Linked DNA regions of Sus scrofa: region 1 is linked to region 2. The links are chromatin contacts, called in public HiChIP or PLAC-seq maps. All regions are on one chromosome and are shown on one strand. Each heading gives the region's core, a stretch centred on a gene start, on an enhancer-like site or on the middle of the called end of the contact. The rest is flanking DNA. Distances are from core to core; before and after follow the strand shown.

Region 1 (3,180 bases), core at 97-2,596, 200 kb before region 2:
GTGCCGCTTCTTATCCCTCTCTGTTGGCTTATAAAATTCTCCTCCAGTGCAGTTCTTCTTTCCAGACCCCGTGCATCTCAGCCTCTTCTGGGATATGCAGCCAGATCTGTGCAGGTGAAACTAAGCTGCCCTGGGCTCTCCCACCTGACTTGCCAGCCTGCTCTCTTGTGGAGCTGTGTTTGACAGAAAGCATTTGCTGAGCATCTGTCTACTCTAGGTCTGGGGCTGAGCTCCTGACTAAGATTTGAGGTTCTACTGCTGTTTCTCCTGCCTCCCTCTTCTCTTTGTTGCTTTTTTGGCTGCCCTGTGGCACACAGAGTTCCCGGGCCAGGGATCAGATTGATCTGAGCCACAGCTGAGGCAACATCAGATCCTTCAACCCACTGTACCAGGCCAGGGATGGAACCCGAGTCCCAGAACTGCAGAGGTGCCACTGATCCTGCTGTGCCACAGTGGGAACTCCTCCCCCTTCCCTCTTTAGAGATGAATTTGCTTAAATGCTCGAGTGAGCCACCTCCACGATGACCAGCCGACCACCATGTGACAGATCACCGCGATAACCAGGACTCCCCACTGCCGGAACCCAAGGAGACCCAGTGGCCCCATGGAAATTCCTGCCTGTTGAATGCCGTGTAGGTGGCTGTCTCAATCACGGCCCATGGGAACATCATTTTCTCTGGGGCCCCACAGGACTGGCGTAGTTGCGTCTGGTTATGCCAGGGTGACAAGCATACATGTAAGGCCAGCGTGGGTGGAGCCCTCATGGTTCCTCAGCTGAAACAAGTGGCAGCAACAGACGATCATAGACAGGGGCTGAGGGAGGAGCTTCATCTCACACTGGGCACTGCCCCATCTGCCAGCTTCCCCTGGAACGTCTGATGGGGCCCAATAAACTCCCAGGTTCTGAACACACTGGAAGTTTTTTTTTGTGTGTGTGTCTTAGGGCCACTCTCGAGACATAAGGACCTTCCCAGGCTAGGGGTCAAATTGGAGCTACGGCTGCTGGCTTATGCCATAGCCACAGCCATACCAGATTCAAGCCGCGTCTGCGACCTATTCCACAGCTCACGGCAACGCCAGATCCTTAACCCGCTGATCCAGACCAGGGATCGAACCCTCAACCTTACGGTCCCTAGTCGGATTCGTTTCCGCTGTGTGGAAAATTCTTAAATATTAGACGGGGTGCAAAAGAAAACGTTCCTTGCTGATGAAGGTGACGTTAGCTGATCTGGCTTCATGGGAGAGCCAGAGACCTGCTGCCTGAGCCTCAGCCCCAGGCAGCTTTATCCCTCATGGCAGCACTGGCCCGAGGCCGGCCTCCCCACGCGTGGGCGGGCTCCCGAGAAGACAAAGGAAGTACATGAGCTGAGCACAACCAGCTTATTCATCCTGAATCAGCCCATCGGATAAGAACAGAGGCAACGCGAGGCCAGCAGTTACAATGATGGAGCTCCTTCTACACAGAAGGAGGCTTCAAGAGCAGGATCGAGTGTGGCCAGGGGGAGTGGAGGGGAGTTTGGGCAGAGGTCCGCCAGAGCCGCTCCTTTGCCAGGTGCTCTGCAATCTTGATGGCACTTTCTAGACACAGAGGTGATTTGAATGTGCGCTTTCAAGTCTTCTGCAAGTCGTGGCCATTTTAATGCAAGGATCGTAACTCTGGGCGGGGGCGCAGGACGCTGCAGATTGCTGCGTGTCTGGGTGTAGGTGCAGCCAGTTACACAAAACATCTCCAAAGCCATTTTCCCTGGCCCTGCTGGGGCCACTCGTGTTTCCAGATCCCCCTTCGGCCCTCAGGCGAGCAGCAATTCATTCATTTTCCACAATTCAAGCCAAAGATTTTACCCCAGTCCTTTGTTCTATGAGAGCACCAGGCCCTTCCCTGCTTATGGTAAGTTATTTAACCCCTCTGGGCTTTATGTTTTTCATCTGTAAAATGCAGGTAAAACTGCCTCTCTTAGATGGTTGTGGGGGTCCGGTTAAAACACGGAGCTGTACAGAGTTCCCATTGTGGGGCAGCGGAAACCAATCTGACTAGGAACCATGAGGTGGCGGGTTCGATCCCCAGCCTCGCTCAGTGGGTTAAGGATCCGGTGTTGCCGTGAGCTGAGGTGTAGGTGGCAGATGCGGCTTGGATCCTGCGTTGCTGAGGCTGTGGCGTAGGCTGGGGGCTACAGCTCCGATTCGACCCCTCGCCTGGGAGCCTCCATATGCCGCAGGTGCGGGCCTAGAAAAGGCAAAATAAACAAATAAATAAACAAACAAACCACGGAGCTGTAGAGTCCAAGGTGATGCTCAGCAACGCTTCATTAACTCACACCTTTCCCCAAAGAAAGGGGCCTGCACTACTTTAAGTATGAGACTAATCGGACTACTTGGAAAACAATACTGTAAAAGATCCTGAAAAGCACCCAAAAAAAAAAAAAAGAAAAAAAAAAAAAAAGAAATCACGCCGACATCCATGGTCACCAGCTATGGAACCACGATGGCATCGTGGAGAGGCGCTTTTCTGTGTGCTCACAGCAGATGTGCGCCAACTCTAACTGCGTGACTCTGCACGTCTACATCCGATAACATGTAAAAAGCCAACTACCTGACCCACCGCCACGTCCTCCGTCCCCAGCATGCCCAGGCCAAGTGCCTGGCCGGTCGCCCTGTAAGCGGTGGGCAGCCAGGCTCTACAGGGCGCGTCGGCCTTTCCCCTGGGCTGCGGGCACGCGCCCCGGGAGCTGGGATTTTGCTGCGCTGAGCGCAGAGCCGTACCTGTAATTGTGGAACCAGTTGATGACGGTGCTGGTTTTCAAGTTGAGCTGGGTGGCGAGTTCTTCGATGGTTTTTGGTGACGGGTATGGCTTTTGCTGATAGGCTCGTTTCAGAGCTTCTTTCTCTTCAGGGGCCAGCACGACTCGGGGTTTCTTCAGCTGGTGCTGGGGCTGGGGGCTGGCGCCCTGGCTGTAGTCGATGCCAGCGGAGGGGGGCTCGCAGGGCTGGCTGTCGCTGACCGAGCTGTGCCGCCGCTTCATGTAGGCTGGGGGAGGGAGAGAGGTCAGACTGAGATGCAGGCCCCGAGGGAGAGCTGCCCAGGCCCCCAGCCCCCCTGCCACGCGGTACACTCCCCTCGTGCTCTGTGCCATCTGTGTAGACTGTGGCTGTCCCGCCCTGCTCTTCCAAGAGCAACTCCAG
Region 2 (3,152 bases), core at 633-3,132:
TCATCATTCATCAAACGGAGATTTCGGTGCCTACGAACACGCCAGCCACTGTGGTGGACACAGAGGTGAAACTAGCTTTTGCATCCATGGAATGTACAAGATCACGGGGAGAGGAGCTGGGTGACACAGACGACGGCTCAGGCGACGGTGAGGGGGGTGGAGAGAATGCAGCAAAGAGAAGGGCCCGGGCGCGTGGCGGGGCGGGGGCGGGCGGGGCTGGGTCAGGGTGTCCGGGAGAAAGGGGAAGAGGGCTGACGCCGCAGCCCTAACCCCTGCTCAGCTCCGTGGCAAGGCACGGGCTCCCGGGGACAAGCCTGACACGCACACACGAATTTCGGTTTATTTTCAAAATTCCGAAAGACACAGACTGTCACTTGGTGGCTTTAAACAACAACAACGACAACTCTGGGGTCAAGCACATAGGAAAGCGGAGGCAAAGGCTGGATGCAGAGAAAGCGGAGGACCGGCGCCCTGGCGGGGGAGCCCCGCGCAGCGCAGGGCGCCTCGGCTGCCGGGACCGCGAGCGTCCCATCCTGGGGCTGCCCGTCTGGCAGGGGACTAGCGAAGCACTGACTCAGCACAGAAGGCGGCGGCTGTCATCATCACGGCGGCCGTCCCTTGGGTCAGAAGAGAGGACGCGCCGAGGGCTCAGGGCCCGCCTGGGAAATGACCTGCCGCTTTCTCTGCAGTGTCATTTTCTGCTCTGGCGCCAGGTAGGGAGTGGTCGGATCTGTTCGTGTGAAAATTCTTGGGCTGTAAGATCTTGTTCTTGAAAGGCAGCATCAGTGCCCTGGGCGGCCCTCTTTTTATCACAATAAGAATCACGACCTCCACAGCCCGGCGACCGTGCTGGTCTCTGCTTTGTCAGCACGGCGCCGGCTGGAGGGCCCGCCGCTCAGCTGCCCTCGGAAGAGGCCCTGCTCCCTGCGCTCCCGCACCTGCCACCGGGCCTGCATCCACAGGTGCTCAAAACACAGTTCCTGGTGGAACAGATGAATGGGGAGGAAAGAAACCCAGGCCCGGTGCCGGGGGCAGTCTTACCCAAACTCACAGGCTCCTGAAGGGCCACCGGGTGTCAAGCTCAAGGTCTCTTTAACTTCGGGCTGTTTCTGAGTCACGGGTACATGGGTAAGACCGTAGAAGGGAGCCTTTTAACCCAATATTTGATTTATAATAGTATACTGATAAATTAATTACATGGTTTATCTAACTGCAATTCAAGATCTAATAACATCAATTTTCTATGCTTGGGCTTTTCATTAACTTGGGTTTTTGCCAAAGACTCAAACTTTTAAGCCTTCCCGTCTGTGGGTGCTGACTTGTGCTGGGGTGGGAGCCCCAAGGGCTTCGCATTCGAAGACCCTCTTCTGTCCGGGAGCTGTGACTGGCCTCCTTCACAGGGAGCCCAGAACCCCCTTCCCAGCCTCGGGGCTGGGGCATGTAAGTGTCTCCGGTGCCTGCTGGAACATCTTCTGAGCAGTACAAATGTTCCTCTGAGCTGACGTCTGCACAGCTTGTCCGGGAGTTCAGTTCCTTGCTGATGAACCAGGCACTCCCGGATTTATGGGAAAGGGCGGGTGGCTCCCCCGCGACTCGTGATCATTGGTCATTATCCCGCCCACAAGGGCGCCCAGCCAGCCAGTCAATGGACATTTACTGAGCACCTGTTATGTCCCAGGCACTGTGCATGGAATGACCACCGAGGGTCCCTGCTCTCTTGGGACCACTTTCAAGCATGGGTAGGCAAGAGAAACGGTGACCGTCACGGGACAATGACCTGAGGCTGGGATGCCCGTGGTGGGACTCCTGGGCGTGCTAAGAAGGAGGAACCACAGGGCCCAGACAGGCGAGGTCAGAGTAAGTCACCCAGGCCTCGAGGGAGTCGGCGCCCGCAGCCCGGGGAAGGCGCCAGAGGGCCCAAGCAGGCGGCGGTATGAGCTGCGCTGCCTTGTTAAGGGGAAGTGAAAAGGAGAAAAGGAAAAGAATATTCAGATTCTAGCCTCAGTACTGACGGCATGGAATAAAGCTTAATTTAAATAATTCTCTGAGCAGACTTGTGGTTGCCGGGGGGCGGGGAGAGCGAGGGAGTGGGACGGACTGGGAGTCTGGGGTTCATAGATGCAAACTCTTGCCTTTGGAATGGAGAAGCAATGAGATCCTGCTGTGTAGCACTGGGCACTATATCCAGTCACTTATGATGGAGTGTGACGGGGGATGATGTGAGAGAAAGAATGTATATATGCATGTGTGACCGGGTCGCTTTGCAGGACAGTAGAGAACTGACAGATCGCTGGAAACCAGCTATAATGGAAAAAAATAAAAATCACTTCAACATTAATAAGTAAATAAACAATTCTCTGTGATGTGAGTTCTGATTCCTTTTGCTTCTCCCAAACTGTGACAGGGCAGGACGGCTGTACAAAGAGGCACGTGAAATGTTTGCGCCTCTGGGATAATGAGATGCAGGAGGCCGGCCGGTGTAAATTTAGAGATTTTCAGTATGTGCGATTATGCCACCCTCCTAAATGCCAAAATGCTGCCACGTTCACACTCGTCCTCAGATCTTTAATGGGTGCTTGAGAAAGTGCGGGAAAGAGGAGGGAAGGCGGGGGCAGGGACCTCCAAAGACAGCCAGCTCTGCAACGCCTCAGGCCACCGCTTCCACAAGTTTTGGCTTTTAGGGCAAATTCCAAGCTCCTGCTTCTGGTCTGGGTTTTTAAGTAAAAACTGCTCTGCAAGCTTTGGATTCACAATCCCCCTCTCTCAAAGACAAATTTCTATTCTCTTTTATTCAGGGTATTTTAAAAAATACCACAGAGTTCCCATCATGGCTCAGGAGAAACGGATCTGACTAGTATCCAAGAGGATTCAGGTTCGATCTCTGACCTCGCTCAGTGGTTTAAGGATCTGGTGTTGCCGTGAGCTGTGGTGTAGGTCGCTGACGCGGCTCGGATCCCGTGTTGCTGTGGCTGTGGTGTAGGCCGGCAGCTGTAGCTCTGATTCAACCCCTAGCCTGGGAACCTCCATATGCCATGGGTGTGGCCCTAAAAAAAGAAAAAGAAAAAAAAATACTAAATTGGGAAAATTACCTATCATCCACTTGGGGAAAGTGAAAAAACAAAACAAAACAAAACAACAGCGCCTCCATCTCA

What was found. HiChIP or PLAC-seq counts read pairs in DNA pulled down with a chosen protein or histone mark.
Region 1: an H3K27ac HiChIP or PLAC-seq map of alveolar macrophages shows a contact between it and region 2. The contact joins two enhancer-like sites. A contact is called at or near these places in 2 of 2 datasets of contacts at active chromatin or transcription factors (alveolar macrophages and skeletal muscle).

Annotation. Positions count from the first base shown.
Region 1 is chr3:9,637,092-9,640,271 of Sscrofa11.1, reverse strand. The region is part of intron 14 of CUX1 (protein CASP); the gene reads right to left. Among named protein-coding and RNA genes, the nearest start is that of SH2B2, 32 kb to the left of the region's middle. Within about 2 kb of position 1,346, at least 7 of the 83 cell types and tissues checked have an H3K27ac peak or open chromatin away from gene starts, as enhancers often do. A contact at or near this core is called in alveolar macrophages, where this site is marked.
Region 2 is chr3:9,442,336-9,445,487 of Sscrofa11.1, reverse strand. All of the region lies in intron 2 of CUX1 (protein CASP), which reads right to left. Among named protein-coding and RNA genes, the nearest start is that of CUX1, 130 kb to the right of the region's middle. Within about 2 kb of position 1,882, at least 10 of the 83 cell types and tissues checked have an H3K27ac peak or open chromatin away from gene starts, as enhancers often do. A contact at or near this core is called in alveolar macrophages, where this site is marked.